Regions from separate parts of the Mus musculus genome. Here all the other regions are linked to region 5. Evidence: chromatin contacts called from public Hi-C and promoter capture Hi-C data. All regions are on one chromosome and are shown on one strand. Each heading gives the region's core, a stretch centred on a gene start, on an enhancer-like site or on the middle of the called end of the contact. The rest is flanking DNA. Distances are from core to core; before and after follow the strand shown.

What was found. Promoter capture Hi-C pulls out the DNA fragments that hold promoters and counts their contacts. A called contact is a pair of places that touch in the nucleus more often than the background predicts.
Region 1: a Hi-C map of pre-B cells shows a contact between it and region 5, with 5 times the contacts expected there. The contact joins the promoter of 4930524J08Rik here to the promoter of Mrpl1 in region 5. A contact is called at or near these places in 3 of 39 promoter capture datasets (hippocampal neurons, liver and pre-B cells) and 1 of 484 Hi-C or Micro-C datasets (pre-B cells).
Region 2: a promoter capture Hi-C map of liver shows a contact between it and region 5, with 2.8 times the contacts expected there. The contact joins the promoter of 5430416N02Rik here to the promoter of Mrpl1 in region 5.
Region 3: a contact with region 5 is called in a promoter capture Hi-C map of pre-B cells. The contact joins the promoter of Hnrnpdl here to the promoter of Mrpl1 in region 5. A contact is called at or near these places in 1 of 39 promoter capture datasets (pre-B cells) and 1 of 484 Hi-C or Micro-C datasets (pre-B cells).
Region 4: a promoter capture Hi-C map of pre-B cells shows a contact between it and region 5. The contact joins the promoter of Lin54 here to the promoter of Mrpl1 in region 5.
Region 6: a promoter capture Hi-C map of pre-B cells shows a contact between it and region 5, with 2.6 times the contacts expected there. The contact joins the promoter of Cops4 here to the promoter of Mrpl1 in region 5.
Region 7: a promoter capture Hi-C map of pre-B cells shows a contact between it and region 5. The contact joins the promoter of Rchy1 here to the promoter of Mrpl1 in region 5. A contact is called at or near these places in 1 of 39 promoter capture datasets (pre-B cells) and 1 of 484 Hi-C or Micro-C datasets (pre-B cells).

What each region holds. Positions count from the first base shown.
Region 1 is chr5:99,977,558-99,981,608 of GRCm38.p6, forward strand. 4930524J08Rik reads left to right here and starts at 1,378. Exons shown (of 2, transcript XM_030254981.1): 1 at 1,378-1,395; 2 at 1,480-2,109. The coding sequence starts at 1,378. The coding sequence ends at 1,995. Hnrnpd (heterogeneous nuclear ribonucleoprotein D) reads right to left here and starts at 1,381. Exons shown (of 9, transcript NM_001077265.2): 1 at 835-1,381. The coding sequence starts at 1,067.
Region 2 is chr5:100,428,188-100,431,958 of GRCm38.p6, forward strand. It overlaps 5430416N02Rik (RIKEN cDNA 5430416N02 gene), which reads right to left and starts at 1,348. Exons shown (of 5, transcript NR_034038.1): 1 at 1,139-1,348; 2 at 910-1,051.
Region 3 is chr5:100,037,307-100,041,373 of GRCm38.p6, forward strand. Hnrnpdl (heterogeneous nuclear ribonucleoprotein D-like) reads right to left here and starts at 1,916. Exons shown (of 8, transcript NM_016690.4): 1 at 1,414-1,916; 2 at 507-675; 3 at 262-423. The coding sequence starts at 1,856. It overlaps Enoph1 (enolase-phosphatase 1), which reads left to right and starts at 2,688. Exons shown (of 6, transcript NM_026421.3): 1 at 2,688-2,996. The coding sequence starts at 2,913.
Region 4 is chr5:100,498,984-100,503,088 of GRCm38.p6, forward strand. Lin54 (lin-54 homolog (C. elegans)) reads right to left here and starts at 1,656. Exons shown (of 13, transcript NM_172714.4): 1 at 1,518-1,656.
Region 5 is chr5:96,208,702-96,212,519 of GRCm38.p6, forward strand. It overlaps Mrpl1 (mitochondrial ribosomal protein L1), which reads left to right and starts at 1,414. Exons shown (of 9, transcript NM_053158.3): 1 at 1,414-1,492. The coding sequence starts at 1,462.
Region 6 is chr5:100,516,948-100,520,785 of GRCm38.p6, forward strand. Cops4 (COP9 signalosome subunit 4) reads left to right here and starts at 1,362. Exons shown (of 10, transcript NM_012001.2): 1 at 1,362-1,603. The coding sequence starts at 1,530.
Region 7 is chr5:91,961,134-91,965,522 of GRCm38.p6, forward strand. It overlaps Rchy1 (ring finger and CHY zinc finger domain containing 1), which reads right to left and starts at 1,935. Exons shown (of 9, transcript NM_026557.4): 1 at 1,497-1,935. The coding sequence starts at 1,586. It also overlaps the pseudogene Thap6.

The DNA.
Region 1 (4,051 bases), core at 128-2,627, 3.8 Mb after region 5:
GACTACAATCTGTACAAATAGGCAACCCAGAATCTGAGGGCGCGAAAAGGGTGCATAGAGAGAATAACTTGGCAGAATGGGGGAAGGGCAACCGCAGGCGGGAGGTGGAAGAGCCCCAGTCAAGTACAGGCCCCATCGACCAGGAAGGACTTAAATGGAGCCCGCGGAGCCACACCAACGCGCCAGCAGACCAGGGACTTTGGCAGGCCCGGTCTGTCTACAGCACAAACGCAGGGCCTGTAGGAGCGTGTCGTGGTGACAGCGTAAAGTGGACAGAACGAACGAATCCTAAGACGAAAACTATTTAAAAGCAATGGCCTGCGGCCGACGCGGGAGAAAAGAGAGGTGGACAGCCTACAGCTTTCCCAAAGCAAGAGCGTGTCAATAATCGCACCGTCTCGGGGGCGAGGGCGAAGCGCCCGACCAACCTTGGCAACCCTGGTAAAAAGCTTTTCTGTGCGTTTGCATTTTTAAGCCTAAGAGGTTAGAAATCCGGGAGACGTGGGGGTGGGGTGGGAGGGTAAGCTCCGACAGGCGGGAAAAAATCCTGGCGGCCACATCGGTGGGAGGAGACCCGCGGCGAGGGAGGAAAGAGGGCGGGCCGCGGAGTAGCATGGTGACGGCTAAAGGTGGAAACGTGTGTGATGGGGGAGGGGGCGAGCAGGCAGGGAAGGAGATGCAGGCCCGGGGGGGAGCCCGAGGTACAAGAGGGGCGGCCGAGGGGGCGACTGCACTGGGGCCTGCGGGCGGGCGGGCGGTCGCGGGAGCGAGGCCTAATGGCGGGGAGGGGGAGGGGGCCTGGCGAGCGGCTGCCCGGGGCCGCCCCTTACTCACCCTTCATCCTCCTCGTTCTTACTGGCGTCGATCTTGGCTCCCTCTGCCTCGGCGCTGCCTCCTTCGGTGCCTCCGGCCGCAGAGCCGCCGCCGCCGCTCCCGCTTCCCGCCGCCGCCGCCGGCCCCTGCGCCGCCGCCGCCACCATGGCTCCCTCCTGCTCGCCCGCCGAGCCGCCTACCGCCGCCGTTGCCGCCGCCGCCGCCCCGTCCCCTCCGAACTGCTCCTCCGACATAGTGCTACTGCCGCCGCCGAAGACGACACCCGCCGACGCCGCCGCCGCCGCGAACCGAAACTAGCAGCAAAGTAATCCCCGCCGCCGCCGCGCGATGCCCGCTCTACCTCGCGAGGCACCCTAGACAAGGCGCGCGCGTGGCTGCAAGGGCTCCTGCGCCTCTCCCCGGCCTGCCCCCCTCGCCTCCCACTCTCGCGCAGCGCGCTCTCTCGCTCTCCCCGGCTGCACTGAAAAAAAAAAGAATGAAGTAGCAGCGGCGGCCACTCTCGCCTCCTCCTCGCTTTAATGGCGCCGCCGCGGACCACCTAAAATGGCCGACGGAAGAACGGCGCGTCCCGGTCACGTGGCTCCGGAGCGCGCCCTTTGCGCCTCCCCCGCCCCCGTCCACCGCTAGGCCCCGCCCCCCGCGCAGGCCCCGCCCTCCCCGTCCCTTTCCGACTGGCTCTCACGCCCCGCGGTCGCGCGGCGCGGGCCTTTAAAGAGGACCGGAAGTGGCGTGCGCAAGAGGGGCGCGCGGGTACCATCGAGAACAAGGAGCGCTGGTTCGAGGGCGCGGCTAGAGAGGCCTCCCCCGCCCCCGTCCCTTGGCCCCGCCCTTCCGCGGATTCCTGGAGTCACCGGCCGCTCCTCGGCTTTGGTTGGCAGGCGCGGCCGACCTGGAGGGGTGTGGTTCGTCCATCCCCAGCGGAGACTTCGTGGAGGCTGCCCTCAGGGAGCCACGGCTGTGGGCCCCGGGACCTGCGTGGGGCAGCGGGCCGCGCCTGTGCAGTGCTCCGCCGTCCCTGCGCCGGGTGACATTGAGGCTCCGCCGCGGCGCTGTCCAAAGGCGGCTTTGATGGTCGAGGCTGCCTCTTCTCAGAGTTGCTTCCCTAGTCTTAAGCTTTGCCTCCGTTATTACAAGAGCCTAACGCCGGCCACGATTCTTTGAAGTCACTATGGATTGGGAAGTGTATGTATTAAGGTCGACTCCAGGGCTCCTTTTTTTTTACGAGTTACAGTCCTTGTATTAAACAGGATATATAAATGTCATGAATCATCTTTACGAGGTTTCTGGGTTTGTGGTGTTGAGGTGGCGATTTTATAAAAAGAAAAAAATGAAACGCCGTTAGGCGTGTGATTCACGATTTTAAAATTAATCGCTAAGAAACCTATTGGAATTCCTACTCAGGAGTTAGACTTTGAAGCTTCCTGCAAGACTTAGAAGAAAATGGAATTTCTGGTTTGGTTTGGTTTGGTTTGGTTTGGTTTTTTTTGTCGTCAACCACTCGACTGCTTAGTAAGTATCCAGTTTCCAAACAGGGTTTGGAGAAGTTTACAAAAGACAGCATACAGGGACAGGACTTCAGCCCAGCTAATTAGGTACACGCTGTAATCCCAGAACTGTGATCCCAGAGAAGGGAGGAAGGACTGTTGAGGCCAACCTGGCATTACCCCTTAGCAAAACACATAAAAAAATTTTAAATAAATGCTTCCCATGGTGTACTTTAAGTCAATTTACAGTAACTGTACATAATCTGAAAATCCCAACGATTAAAACAAGATTTATCACTACAGTTTGTTACAGAATCCATAAAATGAAAGAATATGCATCAAATAGTGGAAATGTCTTCAACATTGAGCAAATCACAGACAGGCAACCACCAAGATGATTGGCGAAAAAGAAGTGATTCCACGTTTTTCTTTACCATCCAAAAATACTGACCAAATAAGATGACTCAAGTCAAATATTGCAGGTTGGCAACAACTTGGATGAACCCGAGGTTTTTATTTATCCTATGGATTTAAATGATGAGCCTTTTAGAAAAACTGGTTGTAGTGGTTTAGAGATTGGTCCCAAAGGCTCCTATGTTTGAATGTTTTAGTCACCATGCCATGGAACTGTTTGGGAAGGATTAGGAGGCATGGCTGTGTTGGGAGATGGTATTCATGGAATTTGCTTTGAGGTTTCAAAGGCCATACCAGGCCTTTCTGCCTGCTGCCTGTGGATCAGGATGGAAAGCTCTCAGCCCACAGGTCATTGCCTACCCTGCCTGCTTCCCACCATGCTGACACTGGACTACCCCTCTCAAATTAGAAGCAAGCCCCCAACCAAATGCTTTTCTCTTACACATTGCATTGGTCCTCACAACAGTAGAACAGTAACTAAGACATCATTTTACCGAAAAAAGTTTACTTTAATTCACAGGCAGCCCTGTCGCTTCTGGAATTTGAGTGTTACTCAAGAGTTCCTCACACTAAGGCCTACGTGCCTTGTTTTGTTTTCTTTTTTGAGACAGGGTCTGTAACCCAGGCTGGCCTGGAGATCACTGTATAGCCTAAGGTGGCCTCACACTCTGGGCAGTATTCCTGCTTCAGCCTCAGGAATGCTGAGATTATAGGGTTGAGCCACCATTTTTAGCCTAGGGCCTTAAATTCTACACCTTGTGTCATTTCCTCCAACCTGAACTTCTTTCTCAACTGTGTGATTTCAACCTTATTGGCCTGGTGAGCTATCCGGCTGCCAGCATCCCAGTCAATGTCATTGTATCTGTGGCATTTCACAGACCCCTCAGGGTGAATTAATCACCACTTTGCATAGCCCATTATCCTTCTTTATCTCTGCTCTTCTTAATTACAGCCATCTAGACACCATTAGTTTTTGAAGAACAAAAATAACATTCCTCTATACCCTAGTTATATTTTCACACCTATATAAAAACAGATATTATATAAAGGTAGAAATTATGTAAGAGACTGTATTGACCCAATAATTGCTCATTGATTTTTGTTTTTTGTTTTGTTTGTTTGTTTGTTTGTTTGTTTCGAGACAGGGTTTCTCTGTATAGCCCTGGCTGTCCTGGAGCTCACTCTGTAGACCAGGCTGGCCTCGAACTCAGAAATCCGCCTGCCTCTGCCTCCCGAGTGCTGGGATTAAAGGCGTGCGCCACCACGCCCGGCTGATTTTTTTTAAATGATCAAAATCTTTCAGACTTTTTTCGCCTAGA
Region 2 (3,771 bases), core at 98-2,597, 4.2 Mb after region 5:
TCAACCTTCAGCACATTAACTGGGCTTGGCAGGAACACACACCACTGGGGAGGTGGAGGCAAGATGATCAATAGAACAGTCATGCCAAGCTACACAGCAAGTCTAATCTAGCCCGGGTTACATGAGACCTGTCTAAAAAAACAAAATGAATGTTTTTACAGGGTGGGGTTAGACCTCTACTCTAAAACTGGCCTGAACCTTTACTCCCAGCTTCATGGGAGACCCATTCAGAAAGATCACCCCCAGGTTGAAAACGGACTCTAGGAGACAAGCCCAGCTCAGTAAGATAAAATTGTATCTGTTCTAAAGGCAAGCGTAGGTTGGTGATGCAGTGACTGAAATCATGCACAAATCCTGGGCTTGAGTCCCAGCACTGCAAGATAAAAACCCCGATGTGCTGAGAGCTGATTACATGAGACCAGACTGAACTTCACTTAACTCACTGCCAATTGTGAAAAACCTCACCTAAGGATAAACACACAGCCTTGTATTCTTGACAGTCAAGCAAACACTTGTACCATAGCACCCGATTCCCCAGAAGTTCATGGGCTGCGTTTTATTTAAAAAAATAAAAATAAAAGGAAAAACCCAGCAAAATGTTGATTTCATCCAAATAAGATAAAAGCATATATAATGGAAAAACATGAATAAATTAATTCCTTGATGACTTCAATTCTCAGTAAAATAGGAGGTAAAAAAAACTTGTTGGAATTGAATTTTGTATCATTTGAAGGATACAAAGAAGTCAAAGGTTTTAATCACTGGGCTCCAATAAAATCGCCTAGTCCTGAAAGCTATCCACCCTCGATGCCCTATTCCCAAACTCAAACAAAGTTCTGTGGGCCCTAAGTTTCCGTACCCGTGCAGTTCCCATCGCACTGGAGACAGCAAGGGCCCGAGAGACCTCACCTTCTTTCATTAGCCACCTCCCATCTTCAGAAAAAGCGTTCTCTCATGAGGACAGCGGAGCAGTCCCACTCAAGCTGCTGTGCATCACATCCACAGCGCCAGGTCACATCGAGAGCTCCTGTGCCCCCTCGCCATCCGTGACCTACAAAAGAGACGAGATGAGGCCTGAGATCGCTCTTTTGTCCCGCCTGCTACACAACATTCGGCGGACATCACGACCTGTTCCTACCCATTTGGCGCCATTCTCCAATCAGTCCTTCCCGGCGCGCGCCACCATCGCCAGGGTCAGGCAGGCGTCAGCTCGGTTTCCACCTCTCTACTCCCCATGGCCATGCTCGCCCAAAGCGCGATGGCGCCGGATTGCGCGGGAGCTGGCGTAGACATGATGCCAGAGCGTTAACAAAAGGAGGACCGAATGGAAGCGAGAACGTGCCCACGGAGGCCCTTAAAGGCGCCAGGCCTCTCCGATTGGCTGCTTCGACATAGCATGGTATGTGATTGGCTACATGTCCAAAGCCCGCCCTTCCGGTCAAGCCGCCCAGTCCTCATGCGGAACAGAGTTTACCGCGACTCGAGCTCTCGCGGGAGCCCAGAAAAGGGACTTCGACAGAGTAGGATAGCCGGAAGTTGCTGTCCAGGGGACCGCAGCCTTGGGGACTGCTAGTGGAGTGTCTCGACCTGTCCTCCGGCTGTGTGGGCGATCGCAGCCGCCGAGCCCAGGCACTGCTATGGGACTGCAAAGGTGGGGCGGCGGCACATCGGCTAGCGTCGCCAGACATGTGCAACCGGACCTGGCTGGTGCTCCGCATTTGCCTTCCGGCTTGAGGGACGTTACTCAGAATGCTTTCTTTTTGCCGTTTATTGGGCGTCTGACTTGGTGAGCACCAGTCATCTCAGCCTTTCTGAGGTGTTGGTGAGAGTCAGTCATACCATGCTGAAGGCATACTGAGGAGAAAAGTAGGCGAAATCAATCCCTACTTAAACACTAGCTCCCAAGGAGAACCTTTTTGGTTGGTTTGTGGGGTGCTCTCTTCCTTTTATATCAGCCTGACCCGAGAAAACACGTGTAGTTCAAGCTGGCCTCACACTTGGGATCTTGGTGCATCAGCCTTCGCAGACCCAGCCCTGCACTACGCGTGAGACGTGGTCGCATTTTCTTACAATGTCAAGGGTTTGTTGAATAACAATAAATTCACACGTGATTCGAGTACCATCCTAAGTGCCAAACGTTAGCTTTTCCTTCTTGAATCAGTTTTCATTCGCCACCCCCAACCCCCTGAAAATCCCAAGCTTCTCCGTACTAGTCGGGAGATGTGTGTTAGACCAGAGCTGTGTGCTGCTTTGGATGAATATCGTTCTTGGCTCTTCCTAAAGATAGCACAAGATAATTTGGCTCTGGACCTGCAACTTCTAGACCTTTGTTTGGCTCTCCATCTGAACTCACCTGAGCTCTTCATTTCTTGTGATTGTCAATGAAATAATTCAGATGAGGCACACAAGAGAGCACTGTTGAAGATAAATGGGCTTTAGTACTGGAAAGTGAAGGAACCCAAAGGAGAGAGAAACAATGGCCAAAAAGACTGTTGGCATAAAAGCCTGCTCACAAGGAGCAAGAATGGGGCTGGAGAGATGGCTCAGCGGTTAAGAGCACCAACTGTTCTTCCAGAGCTCCTGAGTTTAATTCCCAGCAACCACATGGTGGCTCACAACCATCTATAATGGGATCTGATGTCCTCTTGTGTGTATGAAGAGAGCAGTGGTGTACTCATACACATAAATTAAAAACAAGGGGCAAAAATAGACACAGGCCAAGGAGATTCATGGTGCCAGCCTATATCCTTAGAAAGGGTTTAAAACTCAAATGTCTCTAGAACAAACAGTTGGTTTGGTTTTGATGGGTTGTTGTGTGTGTGTGTGTGTTTTGTGGGTTTTTTGTTTCTCCTCAGGTGACTGACAGGCCCACTTGGAGTAGCTTTGGGAAGGGGGAGGTGCATTGTGTTGACACCAGGCATAGTTGTGCACACCTTTAATCCCAGCACTCAGGAGAAAAAGGCAGGGGGGCCTCTGTTGTGTTCAAAGCCAGCCTGATCTACACACTTCCAGGATCCTGTGTGCTGGCTTGTTTTATGGCACCTTGACACGAGATAGCCATCAGAAGAAGGGATGATGCAACTCAGAAAATGCCTGCAGAAGATCTGGCTGGGGGGGGGGGGGCATGTAAGGCGTTTTCTTAATTAGTGACTGACTGGAGAGGGCCCAGTCTATTGTGGGTGGGGATCTCTCTGGGCTGGTGATGCTGGGTTCTATAAAAAACAAAACAGACTGAACAAGCCATGGAAAGCAAGCCCGTAAGCAGCACCCTTCCATGGCCTCTGCATCAGCACCTTCTTTGAGTTCCTGTCCTAACTTCCTTCAGTGATAGACTTTACTGTGAATGTGTGAGCCAAATAAATGCTTTCCTCCTCAACGTGCTTTTGGCTATGGTGTTTCATCACAGTAATGATAACCTTAACACACTGTCTCAAAAAAAATAAAATAAAAGACAGGACAGTGGTTATCTGTGTGCTTTACCACAAAACCTCCAGTAGGTACAGGTCTTATGATAGTTTGAGCAGTTTGGAACTGCCTCTCCTCGAAGGGCACCAAAAGCCCATTCCTTAGACCGTTCATTAGAGCCCTGCAATTTCAGTCAATGGTTTTGCATTTTGCTAATGGAGAGGAAGGGGTCCATTCTCAGACACCTCCAAGCCTATGAATTTTCCAACTAGCTACCAAACATGTACTTAGATTTTATAGGTGAAGACATAAATGTTATAGAGCTCAGATGACAGCTAAGAAGTAAAGAAGCAACATGGGAAATGG
Region 3 (4,067 bases), core at 666-3,165, 3.8 Mb after region 5:
CTACTGACCACCATGTTCTAAAAAGTTGTGTTTTATCTTTTTATAGTACCTTACACCCCAGAGGCCACCAATTGGTGAAACACTTTACACCTTTGGGGCTTTGGCTAAGTAAGATTAGATACTGGTTTCCACTACAACATAGAAAGCAGCAGTGAAGACGAAGCAAGAGAATTCAGTCCCATCCGGTGAAATATTAATGAACCCCCCCAGACTTGACCAAACACGAGCACAGACACACATACATACACAAACACAGCCCACCTCTCCAAAGGCTCCAAAATATTCTTTAATTTGTTCTTCTGAAGTATCTGGGCTCAATCCACCCACAAAGACCTTTTTAGGGGGTTCTTTCCCCTTTAAAGCTTTGGCCCTTTTGGGGTCTATCAATTTGCCATCCAGTTTGTGTTCTTTCAGTTCCAAAACCTGGAAGACAAGGCAGTTTGGACTTAAAAGCCTAGAGCAACTTGCAAGCAACGCAGTAGACTCAATGCAAAACACAGCCCTACCTTATCCACACTAGCAGCATCTTTGAAAAGCACAAATCCAAATCCTCTTGATCTTCCCGTGACTGGGTCTGTTTTAATTGTGCAGTCTACCACTTCCCCAAATCGAGACAAATATTCAGTCAGATCTTTCTTGCTTGTATCCCAGCTCAAGCCTCCAATAAACATTTTACTAGAAATAAAGTTATTTAAGAAAAATAAGCTTAACAGTAACTTAGTGATTAAATACAGGGCAACTTACTCTCCAGACGCAATCTGTTTTGACTACAAACACTAACATTAGACCACAAAAATCTTAACCACTTGTTCAAGCCAGCTGGCACGTTGCTTTGTACCACGCGAACTCAAAACTTAGAAAAAAAAAAAAAGCCATTAGAATCTGGTAGATGTCCTGCCCTGCTTGCTTTGGATTGCAGAGCACAACTTTTACACCGATTCCCCCGCAACTTACGTAGACTCTTGCCCACAGCCTTAAAGCCAACTTTGCTACCTAGGAAACTTTTAGTGCCAGTCGTCTACTGGTGCCCCAACCAAAAGTTTCCCAAACCTAACCCAGGAAAATTCGCGAGCGGCCAACACACACAATGAAGAGGCGGCAGCGGCAGCAGCAGCTGCAGCAAGTGGCGCACAGAACCCGGCCCCTCCCCCCTCCCGGGCCCCACGCGGCGCCTGCGCACTCGGGACACCGACGGCGCCTCTCTCCTTCCCCAACCCCTCCTCCCTTCCCCCACCCGCGGCGGGCCTCTCGAGTCACCCCATCTTACTTTCCACTAGTGGGGAAGGCTACTGGGGTCCAGCGGGCACGCGGAGAATCGACTCGGGGAAAGACTGGGGGCAGCGCGCGCGGCTCCGGAGGGACGAAGGGCGCGCGCGGGGCTCTGGGGGAGGGGAGGAGCGGAGCGTGCGGTACCCGTCATCCTGCTGGTTCTTGCTCGCGTTGATCTTGGATCCCTCTGCGAACTCCTCTATGTTGCTGTACTCATTCATGTCCTCCATGGTGGCGGAGCCGTCGGCGAGGGGGTGCTGGCGCGCAGTCCGGGTCCCGGCGGCAGCGGCGGCGGAGCGTTGTATGGAGCTAGATTTAAAATGGCGGCGGAAGAGATCCGGCCGCCGCCTGCGCCCTCCCTTTATAGCCGCCCCGCCCGCCAATCGGGAGGGCTGCTGGGCGGTGACGTGGCGCGGGCTCCGGCGCGCCCCCTGGCGGGAGGCGCTGGAAGCGAGCGAAGGGAGGAGCGGGGCGAGCTGCCGGGGAGCCCGTGGCCGCCAATGGGAGAGGCCGCGGGAGGCTAAAGTAGCGGGAGCGGAGGGGAACAATGGCGGCGGCACATGGGAGAGCCGGGGCGGGACCTCCATCGCCGCGCTCCGGATGAGGAGCGAGGTCGCGCCGCGGGGAGAGTCAGCCGTGCGGGACCGGGAATCGCGAGCGGCGCCGTGGCAGGGCCACAGTCCCTCTTGCCTTGAGAGCCGTTGGCGTCGCGCGTCCAGTTCGGCTCAGTCCCTTGCTGCGCCCTCAGTCCCCTAGTGCAGAGCTGCTGCTGCTGCTGCAGCGGCGGCCACTCCGGCAAAAGGGCGGCGTGCACCCCGCGCCGCTTGCTGAAGCTGCAGCGCGCCCGTCCGCCCGCTCGCTCGCCCGCCCTCCCGGCGCACGCGTGTTTTGTCCTCGCGCCGGCTGCAACCAGCCGAGCAGAAAGCCTGTGCGCGATGACCGCCTCCGTCCTGGCGGGGACGGCTTTTCCGCCGTCGCCTCGGGGCGGTGTCGGCTCAGGGGCCGTGGCTGCAGGATCTCTCTCTGCAGCCCGGGTTCCGTGCGTTCGTTCTCCGAGGCTGGCTGAGGCCGCGGCGGAGGGCGGGGCCTGCTCGGATGACTGAAGCTGTGCCAAGGTGCACGCGGTGGGCGGGGAAGGGGTCAGGTGCCGGGGAAGACAAGGGGCACTCACGTCCCGGGCGCGCCACTCAAGGGACTCCCGTCTGCACGAGCCCCGGGCCTCCCGCGCAGGCTCCAGCAGGCTGCGGAGGGCTGGTGCCCGCGCTCGGGCTCCAGGCTCCAGGCTTGGGTGCTCGCTTCTTTGTTCCCGCCCACGCGAGGCCTATTTTGACCGACGGGTTCGCGGCTCGCCGGCGGCCAATAGGCACGCGCTCCTTGTTTCCTCCACCCCCCCCCTTTGAATCCCGGAGCCCCGCCCCTCCGGCTGCCCACGTGGTCCGGGCCTGCGCGGCTCGCCTGCTCGTCGGGTGTAGTACCCTAGGCGGCTTCCTCTGCAACTGCGGGTCCCAGCTCTGTCTCTGAGCCCCTGGTCGTTCGCTGTCGCCAGCGCCTCGGTTGTTGCTGGGCCCTCGGGAGCTCAAGACGCGCAGGCGGTGTTGCCCTCCTTAACCAAGGCCGAGCCCGTGGTAGCATCCGGCAGGGAAATGGTCGTGGTTTCCGTGCCCGCCGAAGTCACCGTAATCCTGTTAGATATCGAAGGTACCACAACCCCGATTGCTTTCGTGAAGGTGAGGGGCGGAAGGGAGCGGGGAAGTTACTTGTGCCTAAAAGCATCTGAAAGGGAAATTTTAAGTGTTGGAGATTTTGCCTGGGAGGCTCAGGAGAGGCGGTGTGGCTTTATGTCTCTGGAATGGGGAAGAGAAGCTGCGGCGGTTTGCGGGGGTGCTTTTCCTCGCGCCACCATCTTCTCCCCTGTCCTTGCTTTCGGTTAGGTGGAGAAGGATAGGAAGAAGTGGAGATGGTCTCAGCAACGGCTTGGGGAGGGGCAGGTCAGCTGGGAGGAGTTGGGGTGATTGGAGCTCCCACGGCCTGGCAGGTAGGTGTGTCGCCCGGTGGATGAGCGTCCCCCATGTGCTGAAGGTTGCGGCCCGCAGAGGTGGTGGCCTTGACTTAGTGGTCCTTGAGGTTTAGGCCTTCCCAATGCAAAGACTAAAGTGAAAGGATTTCTAGTGGCTCTGGTATCTTGGGCAATAGCAATTGATTTTCGCACCATCTCACTTGCGCTGGTTTTGAGACTATAAGAACACACCTAAAATTCCATTCATTTTTCTTAGAAAGCCATGGTATCTTGAAGCTTTTGAGTATCTGTCGGGTTAACACAGTTTCACAGGCTTAGGACTTGACTTTCTTCCATGTAGTCAATTTATGCACTGATATTTATGATAGAATAGTTGAGGGTAGTATGGAGGGGGGGGAGTTGGAAAACCCATCGTCCAGTAAACTGCAGCCTGCTTTAAGGTCTATTTTGATTGTTTACTTGTTACAATTGTCTGATTTTTCTAGATGTAGGTCATAATGTTTGTACACAACTTTAGGTCTCCAAATATAACAGCTATTTTATTTAAGACAGGCTCTTAAATAACCTCTATAATTCAGGCTGGCCTCGAACTCCCATGTGCCACAAATCCGGCAAATCAATCTATCTTTCTTTCTTTCTTTCTTTCTTTCTTTCTTTCTTTCTTTCTTTCTCTCTTTCTTCCTAAATAAGAATTATGGTGTTTTAGATACATAGCAAAGGTTCTGGAAAAGTCTAGTTGGCCATTTTGCCAAGATTTTAATTACAGTAGAGACCAGTGGAA
Region 4 (4,105 bases), core at 406-2,905, 4.3 Mb after region 5:
ACGTATATTTCAGAGTCACTGGAGAGCTTTAACGTCACTCACCAACGCTGGCATTCTACTCCACTCATAGGACTATGTTGACAGTATGGCTATTTCTATATGCATGCCTGACTTCTCGGACATCCTTAAATTACAGGCGCTGATCATGCAGACATTGGTCTCCTCTCCCCTTCATTTTTAAGAATAAAGTTCTGAACTGTTTTCCTCTCAACTTTGACCATTTTTGCCCATGAACAACATTATGTCAATTTGTCGTTGGTTTAAGATACTCAGGTACTACTAAATTTAAATTACTGATTCAACTCTATTATCATTCATAACCATCAACTTCTAACATATAGAAAATCCAGCTCTTCGCTAGAACCCTTTGCCAACTGACTTTAGGATCTAAGTTTCCAAATTAAAAACCATCTGCTGCTGATAACACTTGTTCAATGCAGAGGGGGGAAAAAAACAGCTTGCTTTAGAACAAGATTCCGGAACAACCTATCCATCTCCCACCCCCTTCCAGTTCCTCTCATGGTGTAGTCTAATAAGCACCCAAGAGGGAATAGAAGTAATTAATCATGTAAGGAATTAAGAACATATAAGCTGCAAGGCTTAATAGGACCAGCATCCTCCAAAAGTTAGCTGTTTGACTTCAGAAAGCCTTACTAATTGCCAGTTCAAAAGCTTTATTCTTTATCATTCAGTCATACTATAAGCTCTTAAAGACCTAACAGAAACCAGCAAGCTGAATCTCAGGGTTGTGGACAAGGCTAATCTACTGTCTTAAGTTTCCCTAAGAATAAGGAAGAAGCAGAAGCCATTTCATTTCCCTACCTTGTTTGAATGACACCTCCATATAAAAGTCAGCAGGCTCAGGCTTAGTCAAGGGCTGTCTCCCACCCACTCCCGGCGCGTTTCTACCGAGAGCCCGCTAGAGGCTGAGCGTGGAAGGGGTTCCCAGTTTCTCCATCTTTCAACTTTATTCCCCACCAACAGCCGGGTCCACCGGCACTCGGATGGTTGTTTACCGTTGCTTGACCAGGCTGAGTCCCAGCCCGCTCCCTTCCCCCGTGCACCGCGGGGACACTATGACATTTGGCTGGTGGGCTTCGCGAGGGAAACGGACACACACCCAGAAGAGTCCATACAAAGGGGCGTAGGAAGAACGCGGCGCCGGGCAGCAGCGAAAGGAGGCGCTGGTACGAAATGACACAGCAGCAAAACAGGTTCCCAGAAGCCCGGGGCCGGCAGCCGCTTCCCGGGCCGCGCCGAGAGCCTGTCAACAGCCGCCCAGCCCTTCCTCCCGAGCGCGGGGCGGGCGGCGCCGGCCCGCCGACTGACAGCCGCGCTCTCCGGCGCCCGCCGCTCGCGCCGCGCCCCGACAACCCTCGGTCCGCCGCGGCCCACCGGCCCACCGCCCGGCTGCCCGGAGCCGCCGCCGCGCTCTCCGCCCGCGCGCCGCTCGCCCCGAGCGCGGGCCCGGCGCCGGTCCCCGCCGCTCAGCCCGGGTCTCCGGAGCTGACACTCACCCGAGCCGGCGGCGCCGCCTCCTTCTCGCGCCGCGCTCCCCGGGCTCCCAGCAGCCGCGGCGGCGGCGCCTCCGAAACACAGACCCGGGTTTGTTCAAAATCACGCCCAGCGCCATTCCACCGCCGCATCCCATAATACGCCGGGCCGCCCCGCCCCGCCCGCGCGCCGCCCCGCCCCCGCCGGCGGCCCGAGCCCCGCCCCTTCCGCGCCCCTGCTCCGCCCCCTGGCAACCCGAGTCGCGTCTTTGCGCAGGGCTGGGGGAGCGCTCTGGGGTTCCACGTGACTGCTCCTGGGGCCTCCGTCAAAGGGAAGGCGGGGAACTCCAAGTGGGTTCGTGCTTCTGGCTTTGTGACTAAACCTCGGTCAGTGCGGTTTCCAGCGCGCCCCCGCTTGGTGATGCGCCTGAGTGAAGAGAGAGTCCGCATCCTTTCTCAAATGTTAATAAATCTGTTGGGGTTTAGACGTGAACGTTGCAAGGGGCTCCTAAAAGCTCCTGAGAGAGCACGCAGAGTTACCTTGAAAGGGAGTTTTTGATAATTTGTCTTGCAACACACCTTATACTGATACATATGGATTCTTTGCATTCAGTCATCTCATTTCCTGGGATATTTATAAATCCAAGAAATAAAAAATATATATTAAATTTTAAAAAGGCCTTACAACGTGAAACTACCTGGGGAACCACACGAAGGAGGCGGGAGATAAGTTAAAGGTATCGCTTTCCAACCAAGTATTCCTGGGGGTACTGTGGGGGCATCACTAGAAGAAAAAAGGCAGAGAGACTGAGGCCCCAAATTTAGATAACCCCCACCTCCACACCTCACCTTGGTAGAAAAATTCTGAGTTCCTTCCACCAAGCTGACACAGTTCTGATACCACTACTACAAAACAGGACCTAAGGAATAAGGGCAACATTTCCGGGTTTACTGTGGATTTTTTACAACGACTAAAATGACTAGTACAATCTTATCAGTGTCAGCAATCTGGTCAAAACAACTCACACCATGACATAGCGTTTAATGTATGTGGAGAATGACAGTTTTACATTAGTGAATATAAGAACTGTGGTATCCAGTGATGCATTATATAACACTCAACAACTGTGCTGAATATTATAATTCTTAGAAGGAACTGGACAGATGTCTCCGTGCTTAGGACCATGGTTAGGACCCGGTACCGTTCCTATAAAGGACCTAAGTTCAGCTCCCAGCACCCACACCAGGTGACTTACAAGGCCTGTAACTCCAGTTTCAGGGAATCCAACATCCTCTTCACGACTCTGAGGGCACAAACAAATACACAGATATGCATGAAAATAAAATCTTAAAAATAAATACAATTCATATAAAATCAAGAATAAAATAAAGCTTTTAGCTGGGCAGGGTGGCCCACCTCCATATTCTAGCTTTTTAAAGGCTGAAGCAAGAAGAAGATTGGGAGTTTGAGCCCAGCACTCAGCCTGCATCTTTCAGTAAGACACATACACACACACACACTGTTTCCTTCTTTTCCTTGAATCAAGATTCCAGGACGACCAGGGCTACACAAAGAAACTTGTCTCAGAAAAAATAATAAAATAAAATAAAAAAACAAACAAACAAAAAAGCAGCAACAGAAGCCAGGCAGTGGTGGTGCACGCCTTTAATCCCAGCACTTGGGAGGCAGAGGCAGGCAGATTTCTGAGTTCGAGGTTAACCTGGTCTACAAAGTGAGTTCCAAGACAGCCAGGGCTATACAGGGAAACCCTGTCAAAAACAAAAAACAAAAAAACCAACTCATGTCAATAGCTGTGCACACAAAGGATTGATCCCTTGTCCAATCAAACTGCTCGTCTTATATAAATAAATAATTCTGGAGCTGTCATTACTGCCTTGGGAACTCAAAAAGTTGCCCCCAAAGCTATCTGCTGTTTAATTGTAGTTCAATATTGACATTCACTAGACTGCTTTCAACCGTAGGTCACAGTTCAGCAAAAGCAGTTCACATGGTTGGTGACTCTCTGCGCGCTGTGTAAAGTACATAGGACAAAGTATTCTTTTCTTATTTTTCAATGCTAGCTTTCCTAGACTAATTCTGAAGAGAAATGACATCTTCAAAGGCACATCTGGGCGCAGCAGTGTGCATTTCAGTCACTGCATGCTGCCTGGGAGGGAAAGACAGGAGGATCAAGAGTTTGGGGTCAACCTGACTCAAAAAACAAAGTAAAGCAAACATAGAAAACAGAGACATCTGCTAGTTCTTGTTCTTCATGAAACTATCCTGAAGGGTTTGCCTTCGTTCTTGAGGATTTATGGCTGGTACCCAGCAACACATAAAACACACACAAATCACACATGTTGGCCACAGAGCCAAGGTCTTCCTCCCATGAACCTCTTTTCAGTAGCAAGTTAAGCATGCCCTCAGATGACATGTCTTCCTGAGTCACTGGTCAGACTTGCCCGTGTGCTTCTTCTTGAACCATTCCCTAATAAAAGAGCATCCCCAAGAGCAGGCGTTGGCACATGAAAGCTTATAAACCAAATCCAACGCATGACTTTCCTCTCATGCTTATGTAAACTAAGAATTGTGGAGGGTTTTTTTTGGGGGG
Region 5 (3,818 bases), core at 164-2,663:
GACCTTCCTTCCGGTCTGACGCTGTGTGTAGTATGTGCTGAGGTTACAAAAATGAACGACATGATTGCTGCCCACAAAGAGCTCAAAGAGATGGGGAGATACATTGTGACAGCTGCACAGCTCTGTGTGCTCAACCCCCCACTAAATTGTACACTTAGGTTGGTAAATTGTATTATATAGAATAATAGGTCTCAGAATTGTTTCAAATAAATAAAAAAATTACTAATTCTGTTTATTACATAAAACCAGGAAGAAGTGGCCATAATTCAGTCCTGGAAGTATGAAAGGAGACTGCCAACAATGAGCAGAGTCTGAATTTAAATCTTAAGGGGAAAAAATACTGTTAATGTGTTGCATAATAATTCAAACAAAAGCCAGAGAGGAAAAATGTCACAGAGGTGAGAAATGTGTCTTCTGCCCTCCCTTCATCCCTCCCTCCCTCCCTCTCTTTGTGTGTGTGTGTTATGTGTACACTCGCATGTGTGTTAGGAAGGTTGTTGGTTGAGGAGGTAGGCAGAGGCCCGTAAGTGAGCCTTTGGAAATGGCCAATTACTGGAGGAGTTTATTCTTATGAATTAATTCCTGACCAGACTTGGTTTAGAGAAACCACACGGGCAGCTGAGACATAACGGATGTTTTTTTTTTGGGGGGGGGGGGGGTAGGGGGTAGGAAGGGGTCAGAATAACCTGTGCACTGGTCTCTAATTGGCTACGTAGAACAAAAACAAAAACAGACAAACTCCAAAAACCAAAACAAAACCCTAGACGTGTTTCGAAAACTCCAAGCAGTGTACTGCTCCTTAGGTCTGATCAGCACAGCTTGCCAGCAGCCGGAAACCAAAAAGCAGACGGATGAAAGATTAAGGTTTGCTCAAAGGGGGGTGGAAGGGGGTGAGAGAGTGGGACCTCCTGGCCCGCCTTGGGTGGAGGCGAAGTTTGATGGATTCTGTTTTCTCTTTGCTATGAAGAAGATTGAACTCAGAGGCGCGCACACGCTAGCTCCGCGCACGGTCGCCTAGCAATATTCATTTAAAGAAAAACCGAATCTTAAGAAGGCCAAGAGTATAGCGAAGGAAGCTGGGGACACTTCAGCTTTCTCAAGACTTTAGTCAGAGAACCAGGTTCCCTCTATTTAAATGACCGTTCGGAGTACATCTGCAGGGTCCAAAATTAAAAATAAGAAGGAATGAATAATTAATTACAGAGTTTTCAACAAAGCCATTCCCCACCCCCGCCCCGAAGGTTGATAAACCTTTGAACCCGAGCCACGAAAGGCAGTCTCAGACAGGGAACCGACAGGAACCTCGCCACGAGGGCACTGAAGCCAGGTCGTCCCCGCCCTGCTCTTCTGCTCCTACCAACTCCTTCCCCCTTTGCCAGCTTCCGCGCGGAACCCTTTTTCGCATTTCCGTGCAGTTGAAACCCGGGACCCACTTCGTCAGCACAATCCGGAACAGTCAACATGGCGGCGGCCGTAAGGTGCCTCCGTAGAGGTAAGAGGAGCAGTGTTCTTGCGTGGAAAGTAAATCTAGAGCCAAGTTTCCTGTTGCAGCGGAATCCATGGCAGAATCTCGTAGGCACCGGTCAGCTTCTCGGTCCTCGAAATGCTTCCGTGATCTTCTGGGCTCCACAGCCCAGAGGGTCATCAGTGCTTAAAAGCGACACTTAACGCAAGGGTTCTCTCTTGGAGCAGGTCATTTTGAGGATGAAATGGGAGCGGAAATACATTGGCAGTACTTATAGTCAGGGGTGAGGAGTACAAGGCAAGATTCTGTTGTGTGTGTGGGATAGCGGGCGTGTTCAGTTTGATAAGCGAGCCCTGAAGGGAAAGGTGGTATATGAAGTGATTTACATCTGTAAATATCTGAACCTTGGCGTGTTTATGAATAAAGGCGATTCCAGTTAGTAAATTTACAGAGGCTATCGTGTTTATCATTTGGAGACTAATTCTGTAGTGTTTTGTATAGCCATGTCTGAGCACGTTAGACATGGCTAATAGGAATTCACAGTGCCATATACACTATAAGATCTTTTTCATGTGTATGTGTACTTGGTCTATGTATACATGTTCACATGTGTGTGAGTGCATATGTATGTGTGCCCATGGAGGCTCTCTTCTGCCAGCCAGTATCCAGGCTGTTTCCAGAGGCAGAGTTTGTCACTGGACCTGGAGCTTGCGGATCCCACTGTCTCCAGTGAAGCCCCTGGAGGTGGGAGGTGTTGCACTGTGTTTACCCAGCTTTTATGTGGCTGCCAGGAATCTGAATTTCACCCCTCATGCTTGCACAGTAAGAGCTCCGTCACCTCTCATATGAAATTGATCTTTACTTTTAAAATGCAATCAACTCCCCCTCTTCTTTGACCTTGCAGCCCTTCTCCTTCCTCTATTTATTGTGTCTTGTCTCCCCACTGGCCAGGAACATAAGCTTCATAACCTTCCTTATTCCAGTGCTTGTAAAACAATGGTACTTAGACCATCCAGTTTACAAACTGCATCTCCACAATAAAAGTAGACACTGCTTTCTTGATTAAGTTTTGCTAAAAAACAAAAACAATTTGAGACAGGGTTAGGCTCCCATGTGTTGGGACAGGCATCTCCAGCATGCCCATTATTAAAAGTATTGCCTGTTGCATTGAACAGTATAATTTAGTGCTTTGTTTCACATGCTAGTGTAACCTTTTTGTGGTTGCAGATTATAATAGGTCTACTGAGCACTCTTTAAGTAGTGCTAATATGGAATTCTATAATGTGTTTTAAATTGATGTATCCTTGCTTACTAATAAGGTAATACTACTCAGTGGACAGCTTTCACACTATTGGCATTTCCTTTCTAGTTTGAAGTCTTTTTATCCTTCTTGTTTACTTTTCAATTGTGTTGCTCTTTCACACTCAAGATACAACTCGTTTGTCCAGTGAACATGTTGCAAATATACTCTACCCATTTTAGATTCATCTTTTCACTGTATGTGCATGCGGGAAGGTATGTGTGTACATGTGTGTGGATGCATGTAGTGTGATATTTCTCATAACTTTTCCATCCCATTGTTTTTGAAGCAGGGTCTGTCACTAGGACCTGGAGTGTGTTGATTAGCCTCGTCTGGTTGGCCAAGTGAGTCACAGCGATCAGCCTTCTGGTTTTGGAATTTGGAGGAAGAGTCACTGTGCTCAGTGTTTTTTACATGTGTGGTGGGGTGAATGCAGGCCCTCATGCTTGCATGGCAAGCACTTTGCTGATAGTCTCCTCAGCCTCAATTCTTAATTTTTAAAAAGTATATTTGATAAGCAGAAGGTTTGTTTTTTGGATTTTTTTGTCACTTTATTTTTTTTTATTAGATATTTTCTTTATTTGCATTTCAAATGCTATCCCGAAAGTTCCCTATTACCCCCCCTCACCTGCCCTGCTCTCCTACCCACCTACTCCCACTTCTTGGCCCTGGCATTCCCCTGTACTGGGGCATATAAAGTTTGCAAGATCAAGGGGCCTCTCTTCCCAATGATGGCCGACTAGGCCATCTAAGCAGAAGTTTTTAACATTTAGTAAACTACTTTTTGTTTAGTGCCTTTGGGCCTTGTTTGTGAAACTGTTCCTCCCCTAAAGGTTATTAGGACATTTTTCTTTATCCTGGAAGGCTTTTAAATATTAGCATTCACCTATGAGTGGGTTTTTTTCTTCGTTTGTTGTGGGAAATTTGGATGATTTTATTGTCAAGCTTTTTTTTTTTTTTGTTTTACTAATCTGTCTTTCTGTATTTGTACCACTACCAACATAAAGAACTATCATAAAAATGCATTTTTTAAAAAATGGATTTTTAAATTTT
Region 6 (3,838 bases), core at 112-2,611, 4.3 Mb after region 5:
AATTGAAGGGCAGTATTACTAATCACTTCAGAACAATAGATGAAAATCAGCATTGTCTGAACAAAGTGGTATGTATAACCAACACTTTAAAAAGATACAGGGTGTATCAAGGAATGCACATATATAGTCCAAAGGTATATGTGTATGTGTGTGTGTGTGCACATTAATCTGTATTACATCTTAGAGCTTTGTGGGACAGGGTCTCTAGTAATCCCAGCTGGCTTCCAAGTCGATAGGATCAGGGGTATAGACTTGAACTCCTGATTCCCTAGCCTCCACTTCTGGAGTGCTAGTATTACGGTGACCACCATGAAACCTAGCTATTTATTTGTTTATAAGGGGAATGTGCCAAAAGCAGTCCACTATGATCATAAACTGTGCAGTTGAGTTTCCTCCCAAGTGGAAAAAACGCAGACATCGGCACACTTAGATGCCAGTGACTCATCGTGGGAGGAGCATATTCTTGATCGTGGTATACTCTTTCCCAGGTAAATGATCTGAAGAACCAGCCTGTCTCCATTTCAGACTTAAAAGCCATCTTATATAGTAAAGACAGATTAGGTTCCTTTCTGTTTACCATTAAACCTCTGTTCCAGACAAACTAGGTTCTTTCTTGTTTATGACTAAACCTTTGTTTGTCAGACATTGGGCTATTCTCCACCTGTAACCTTAACTACAAAATGTTCTGCACTGCCTGTTCCAGGAATAGAAGTCATGTCTTTGCTTCAAGAAGTGGTTTATAACCACCTTGGAGCCTTATCTGCTGCATAGGTTCCATGACCACCTATGACTACCTTGTTATGGCTACCTGTTGTGTTACCTTGTTTTGCTCGCCGCCTAGTTTGCCCGCCAAATCTCCGATATGGAACCCCTTACCCCTGAGCTATAAACACCTTGTCTTCCTTGAATCCAGGGCTGACCTACTGAACTCCACCTTAGGGGAAGGCAGCTTGTGTACACGAATAAAAAAGCTTGCTTTCATGGATTGCTTGTTGTAATTTGTTGTAAAATGATGATTTGGGTCTGTTGTATTTTTCCTCTTATCTTTGGAATTGACATTCCGTGTGTGTGTGTTGGTTGGTTTTTGTTTCTTTTTTCTTCAGTGTTGGACTATAGTGAATTGGAAGTAACTCTTTACATAGGTCGTTTAAGTGATGCCTTAAAGAACGGAGCGGAGAACGATAATAATCAGTCCCGGAACTTAGGGAAAACGTCGTCCTTTGACTTGCCGGGCCTTTACTGAAGTTGCACAAAGTACACGCCCTCAAGTTCTTCAGCCAATCCCAGGTCGGAGCGTGAGCGCCTGCGTCTCTCGGGAGACCTGGGCGGTCCTCAAACCGGAGGAGAGGAGTCTGGTGTCACTCAACTCGGAGGGCGGAGCTAATTCCTGCTCCCCTATCCGGCGCTCTGGCCCACAGAGACGCTGCTCTATGGCACCTCGCGTCCCCTCTGCCCGCCTCCTGGAGGACCACGCTCGTTTTCTTCTTGGCAGCGAGAGGTCCCGCAGCCGTGGCTGAGCTGGAGGAAAGATGGCGGCTGCCGTGCGACAGGATTTGGCCCAGCTCATGAATTCAAGCGGCTCTCATAAAGATCTGGCGGGCAAGTGAGTATTTCTTAGGAGTACAGAGGTAGGAAGGAAGCCGCAAGTTTATCTTCCCAGAGGCGACGGGCGCTCCGGGGCGTGAGGCTCGAGCTAGGCCTGACTCAGGGGGGCGGGCCTGAACTCGGCTGTGGCGGTAAATGTTGGGAGCAACAGAAAGCTGTAGGGACGGTATGCTGGGGTCCTGACCGTCCCAGGACCCCAGGTGGCTGCCAGCTTCTTAAGTCCTTGATAACGCCCTCTGCGGGTTCTTTTGGCTTCTGGAAGCGAGGTAAGAAAGATGACGGCTCGCCCGGCGGTGGGCGCCTTCCTTAGAGTCTCTTCGGCGAGCCCGACACACCGAGTTTGACTTCGGTTCGCTGCCGCCCCTGCCTTCGCCGTGTTGGAGGTAAATTTATATTCTGGACTTTGATGCAGACTTTTATTTCGAAGAGATGGCTTTCCAGGATTGATAGGGGCAGAGGAGGTATGGATGCTGTCATGTGGTCCAGAACTTCTCTCAGTTCATAGCGTGTGTGGGTCCTTATGTTCTGGATACTCGCAGTCTGTCACCAACTCTGGAGAAGAGAACACAGGCAGAATGTCCTCGGGCTCAGGATGTCTAGAACAGTGATATTTCCAGGGTCTGCTAAGGAATTTTGTCGAAACCTTAGGGTGCTTAGAGCCACGACAGGTCAAAAATTGGGACATGTTTCAGTCCCCTCAAGCAGTTGTTGAACAGCTGTAGTCTTCTTTGTGTAGATTTTTCACAGTTTTGCCTTCTAATGAAAGTATGCCTTCAATTGGCCCTAACATTTACACCTCACAGCTGAGGGCATGTTGATCTAATTAATGAAATATTCTTGCTCAAACCTGCACATTGAAATGGTGTGTGTGTTGTGTGGCCGCTGTGCTGGGCTTTTCTGTGTAGAAAGTACAGTCTACCTTATTAGTGGGAAATTTAGTTGTATAACCTGGGCTTAACTACATCATTCTTTATTTTTCCGCTTTAAAAAAATGGAAGGGTAATCGTGAGGCTTAGTCTTATCTGATTTCAAAATGAGCATGTGTCTATGTACTAATTACACTTCAATAACTGAGCACAGTCCCTGGTATCTGGAAAATGTCATAATGTTGTTATGAAGCAGTCAGTAAGTACATACGACTTATTCCAGGGGTTGGAAATAGTTCATTTATGTCTTCATCGTTTGGTTGTTTTTCCATGTATTAATACTTTTATAGCTTTGGATAGAAGTCAAACTAGCTTATGTATTCCCTTATATTTCCTTTGTTTTTTTCTCTCTTTATTACAGAAAATGTAAGTTCATTAATTATCAGCTAAGATGCAGGTGTTAGAACTTGAAAATCTTGTGGAACTTCATTACTATTTATCTCTCTAGCCCGGAATTAGAAATGAACAGTAGCATGTCTCCAATAGGGTGTTTCTTTTGCCTGTTGTAGCTAAATAAGTACACAATTGAGTAATATAAAAGTGACACCCCCCACCCCCCACCCCGGGATTCTGTATGTTGCCTGGCCTGTTTTCTTGATCTTACCTGGTTCAGTTACGCAGATTAATTTGGCTAGCAGATGCACTAGGGCTGGCCACGTGTAGATAGATACCTGGCAGTTGGCTGGATCTTTTATTCTCACTACATGGTTTAGCTTTGGCTTTTTTTTCTGGGACTTCCTGCATCAGAGTGTTCTAACAGGGTGAGAGTGGAAGCTGTAAGGCATAAGGCTAGTCTGACAAGTCTCACATCAGTTCTGTAATACCAATGAAAGCAAGTAGCGAGACCAGTCCAGATTCCAGGGGAAAGGAAATGGAATATATCACTAACTCTTTAGAAGCAAAGTGGTATTTTGCAGGAATATGAATGGAGGGTGGAGTGCCAGCCTACCAAGTGGATTTCCTTAAGAGGAAATGAAATACTTTGCTTGATAATGGATAGCCCATGCAGTGTTAGTTGGCACCCTCTCAACATTGCTTTCTTTCTTAAGAATTAGCTTATTATTTTTATTTATGTGTATGTGTGCCGTGTGTGCAAATGCCTATGGGTGTTCAAAGAGGGAGTGCATCCCCCTGAACCTGGAGTTACAGGTGGTGCTGAGCCACCTGGGTGGATGCTGGGAATTGAACTCAGGTCCTCTGGAAAAGCAGCAAGCATTCTGTTAACCACTGAGCCATCTCCAGGCTTCAGTGCTTTTTTTCTGAGGATATTCTTGGCCTTCCCTTTAGGTATTTACCTAGTACTATCT
Region 7 (4,389 bases), core at 685-3,184, 4.2 Mb before region 5:
TTGTGAAACACAAATTTGGTTGTGCAATTTCTTTGCAGGGGTGGAAGGGGAAGGCCAGGTATTAAATTCAGTTTCATACCACTTTGAAACTGTAAAAATATTTCAGTAGAAATGTAACCAAAAGAATATTTAATTCTTTATACAACATTAGATAATTGACCAGTCTGAAAAAATTCATCCAATGCAATGAATGCTCACCAGGCATGGCCTACAGAAAAGGGTTTAAGTTGCCTTACAGATCTAAGCCTATCACTTAGTCCTAACTTATAAGGTCAGTGACCAGCAGAGCTGATTGTGAAGGTGGCGAAGGAGGAGTTGATGACCACTGTGGGTGCTAGTTAATATATACTCCTAGTCATTTCTGGGGACACACCTCTTAAAACACCACATGTGCACTCTAGCATGCAATCATCACATGGTTTATAAAAGAGGGACTTTCCCTGTTGGCAGAGAAGGCTGAACCTAGAGACTCTCTGGTGAGGCCAGTACTCTAGCAATGACCTATATATACCCCCAGCCCCACCTCCTTTTTTTTTTTTTCTTATTTGCATTAGCATCTCCTGGCTGGTATTCCTTCTGCCTCTGCTTCACAAATAGCTGGAAGTATGCATCTCCTGGAGCTACAGGCCTTTACCACTAAGACCAGCTTCCAAACTTGTATATTTTATATGCAAGCTCTTTAAAAAGTAGCTTGCTCCAAATTACACAGCAAGTTAAGGACAATCTAAACTATGAAGGGAAAGCTATAGGATTCCAAGAGTCAAAGTTTCTTCTCAGTGGGAGGCGACTTCTGAAGACTGAAGCCAAGGCCTTCAGCATTATAAACTCAATTCTAAGGCTGAGTTATAACCCCAGCTCAAATCTCAGGCTTTCTCAACAAAATATTAAAACTGCTTCTTAAAAAAAAAAATCAGGTAAGTCTTAACTGTGTGAGAGTCATTTTTAAAAACTCTAGATGACTAGAACGTCTCAAGCAGGAAAAATGACAGCATATATGTATTAGGCACTCCTCCAATATCCAACTTAATGGCAATCACCCAACTCTCACTTCACACAGACATTTTCTCCTGGACAGGTCTGGGCATATTCCTAGACAAAAAAATGAAGCTGACAAGCCATACTATAAACTTCCTACACGTACAGAAATTATATTCTGATTCTTCCCTTGCTTATGCTTTCATCACTGCATCATACGCACTTGACAGAAATGCCAAGGCCCTTTCACTTCCTCATTCTACTGTCAACCGCAAATGACGGATAAACCCACAAGGGAGGTGAATTTAAGCAAGGGCCAAGTCTTTACAAACAAGAACTTGGCTTGCAGCGGCGATCGAGTACAGAGCTCCTGCTCGCCTTGCCAAAACGTTTCCTGCAAGGAGAGCCCAACTCCAGATGGCAGGTATCCTGACAAGCAGCTCGGTCTGAAGCTTCTGCCCAACCTGCCCTTGCCAGACCCGACCGCAGCTCATCGAGGAGGTACCCTCTAAAGTCGTCACCTTGAGGAGACAAGCTCTGTCATAGTGCTCGCAGCCCCGCGGCCCCTGCGCCAGGTTGCGGACGCCATCTTCCCGCGCCGTCGCCGCCATCTCCTCCTCCTCCTCCTCCACCACCTCCCCCTCACCAGCCACTGAACCTTTCCCCCAGCTTGGAAGCCACGCCTTAAGGAAGCAGAGTCGGTCGGACACCCGCTCCTCCTCGGAGCAGCGGCCACCAGAGTCAGGAAGGGGGGGTCCAATCACGTGATCTGCAGCATCCGGATTTCCGGTCCCTGGTGTAAGGGGTGGAAGCCAAGTGAGACGCTTAGTCCGTCGTCCACGTTAGTCGCTGTCGTCACTGCTAATGGTAGTAAGTCTTAGGTTGGCTCTTTTTCCCCGCCCCGGCATCGCTGCCAGCCCTGATTGCGGGCGAAGGGGACCGCTGCGTCGTCTGGCGGGCGCTGCTGCGAGCCGCCGGCGCCGGTGAGGAGCGGCCCCTCCCGCGGCTGCTCCGAAAGGGGGCGGGGCTCGGCGGCTGCGCGCGCAGGTCCGAGTGCCGGCGGCTGTCCCGGTCTCCTTTTTTCCCTGCGCCCCCTTTAGAAAATATTGTGCTGTCACCCACCCAGGACTTAAGAACGCAAAGTGAAAAACAAGTAGCCACGCCACGCCCCCGTGGAACTCACAAATGGGGAGGGGGAGAACGCCACGGCATTAGATGAGGTCACAACTTCCACACTGGAAGGACAGTCCTGTGTGGTGTCCCTGGGGAAGGAGACGCTCGAGCTGAAAGTTGAATGGCAAACAGTACGCCAGCAGGAGTTAGTGTGTACCAGACCTGTGGGAGAGAAAAATCTGGCCCGTAAGAACATGAGAGAAATAAAGAAGCCTGCAGAGTTTGAATCTCAGACCTCAAGGTGCATAACTTTATGTCCACTCTTACAAAATACCAAGACTTAGAGCATTTTATCAGCAAAACTTCAGGTGTTGGGATCTGGGAGAAGGGAGGCAATTGTCCGGGAGGAGATGCCTTTAGCTTAGCCCTGGAGTTACTAACTCGTTTTAATTCTCTTCCAGTTGTGTTAGGAGTTGCTAAAAACATGGTGAAAGGTTGCTCGGCCATTGGATGTGCCTCTCGCTGTTTACCAAATTCCAAGTTAAAAGGACTGACATTTCATGTGTAAGACTTTGCTGTACTCAAGCCAGATACTTTTAACTTTTTACTAAAAATGATTCTACCAGAGTCTGCAGTTACAAGCTTTTGTTCCCAGTCTTTTTAAAATAACCTTGTTAAATTTGAACTGACAATGGTCCCTTTATAATGTGCAAGTTTCAAGTGCCAAGGAATGAAAGACCAGATAGCACCCCCACCAAAAATAAAATACCCCCACGCACAAATTGTCAGGCTCGTCTTTGCTAATGTTTGCATTCTAACTGTGTTACGGTCTCTACTGTTCATATGTCGATCATCATCTAACTGAGGGCTCTGTTCAAATACCCATACCTTCTTTTTAGAAATAGATGAGGTGGAGTGGTTCACTGTAAACTACATGTTCAGATCAAGGATTATTTAGCTGTGTGAGTTTGAGGATTCTAATTTAGTGTTTAGCCATTCCTGTGACACCCTAGGAAGGGTCTAATAGGATTTAATAAGCATACTTAGGATGTTCGCAGCTTTTGTGAAGCACTGTTATTACTAGGGAAAGATCTAGTTACTTTACTAGGCAGGGAAATAAAAAGAACCTATGTGCTACCATGTCCCAAAACAATATTGAACTAGCTTAGAAATGTTGAGAAGTCTGATTATTGCCTCCTGTATATGTCAAAGTAATTGTAGCTCCAGAACCGTAGACGTGCCAGCTGTTCTCCGCATGAGTTCATAAGGCATTTATAGACCTGCTATGTATGAGTTGCTATACAAGTTATTTTCAGGTTTGACAGAAAGGAGGAAGTATAAGAGGCCCTCCTATTCATTGAAGACAAATTCTAGGTATCACCTCAGAAAGGGAAAGGCCAAAGGTATTCTTCAACCGCTGTAGAGAAAGAAAAACCTTTAATTGCAAATCTTGCTACAGGCTAAATGTCCACTGAAACATTCATATGCTACTATAAAAATTTAAGGGCTGGTGAGATGGCTCAGTGGGTAAGAGCACCCGACTGCTCTTCCAAAGGTCCGGAGTTCAAATCCCAGCAACCACATGGTGGTTCACAACCATCCGTAACGAGATCTGACTCCCTCTTCTGGAGTGTCTGAAGACAGCTACAGTGTACTTACATATAATTAAAAAAAAATTTAAATAAAAGCCATATGTATGAAGAATGATTGGCAGAAAAATCTAGATATTAAAACTGAGCTATGAGGCCAACAGAATGTCTTAGCAGGTAAAGGTAGTTATCACAAAGCCTAATATATGTATGTATATATATATATATATATATACACATACACACACATATATAGCTTTAAAATATATTCTTACTGTTTTGTAGATTCCCCACAGATGAAAACATCAAAAGAAAGTGGGTATTAGCCATGAAAAGACTAGATGTGAATACTGCAAGCATTTGGAAGCCTAAAAAAAGGAGATGTGCTGTGTTCAAGACACTTCAAGAAGACAGACTTTGACAGAAGCACTCTAAACACTAAGCTGAAGGCAGGAGCCATCCCTTCTATCTTTGAATGTCCATATCACTTACAGGTTTGTTAAGAGCTGTGAGCACTCATCCCGGTGACAGTTCTGAAGCCCCTTCAGCACCCACGTGTTCATTCAAGTGTGCTGCTTGCTTCATTTGAAGCATGTTCTGTGAGGGGTTTGTTTGTTTGTTTTGTTTGTTTGTTTTTTAAGACAGGGTTTCTCTGTATAGCCCTCCTGGCTGCCCTGGAACTCACTCTGTAGACCAGGGTAGCCTCGAACTC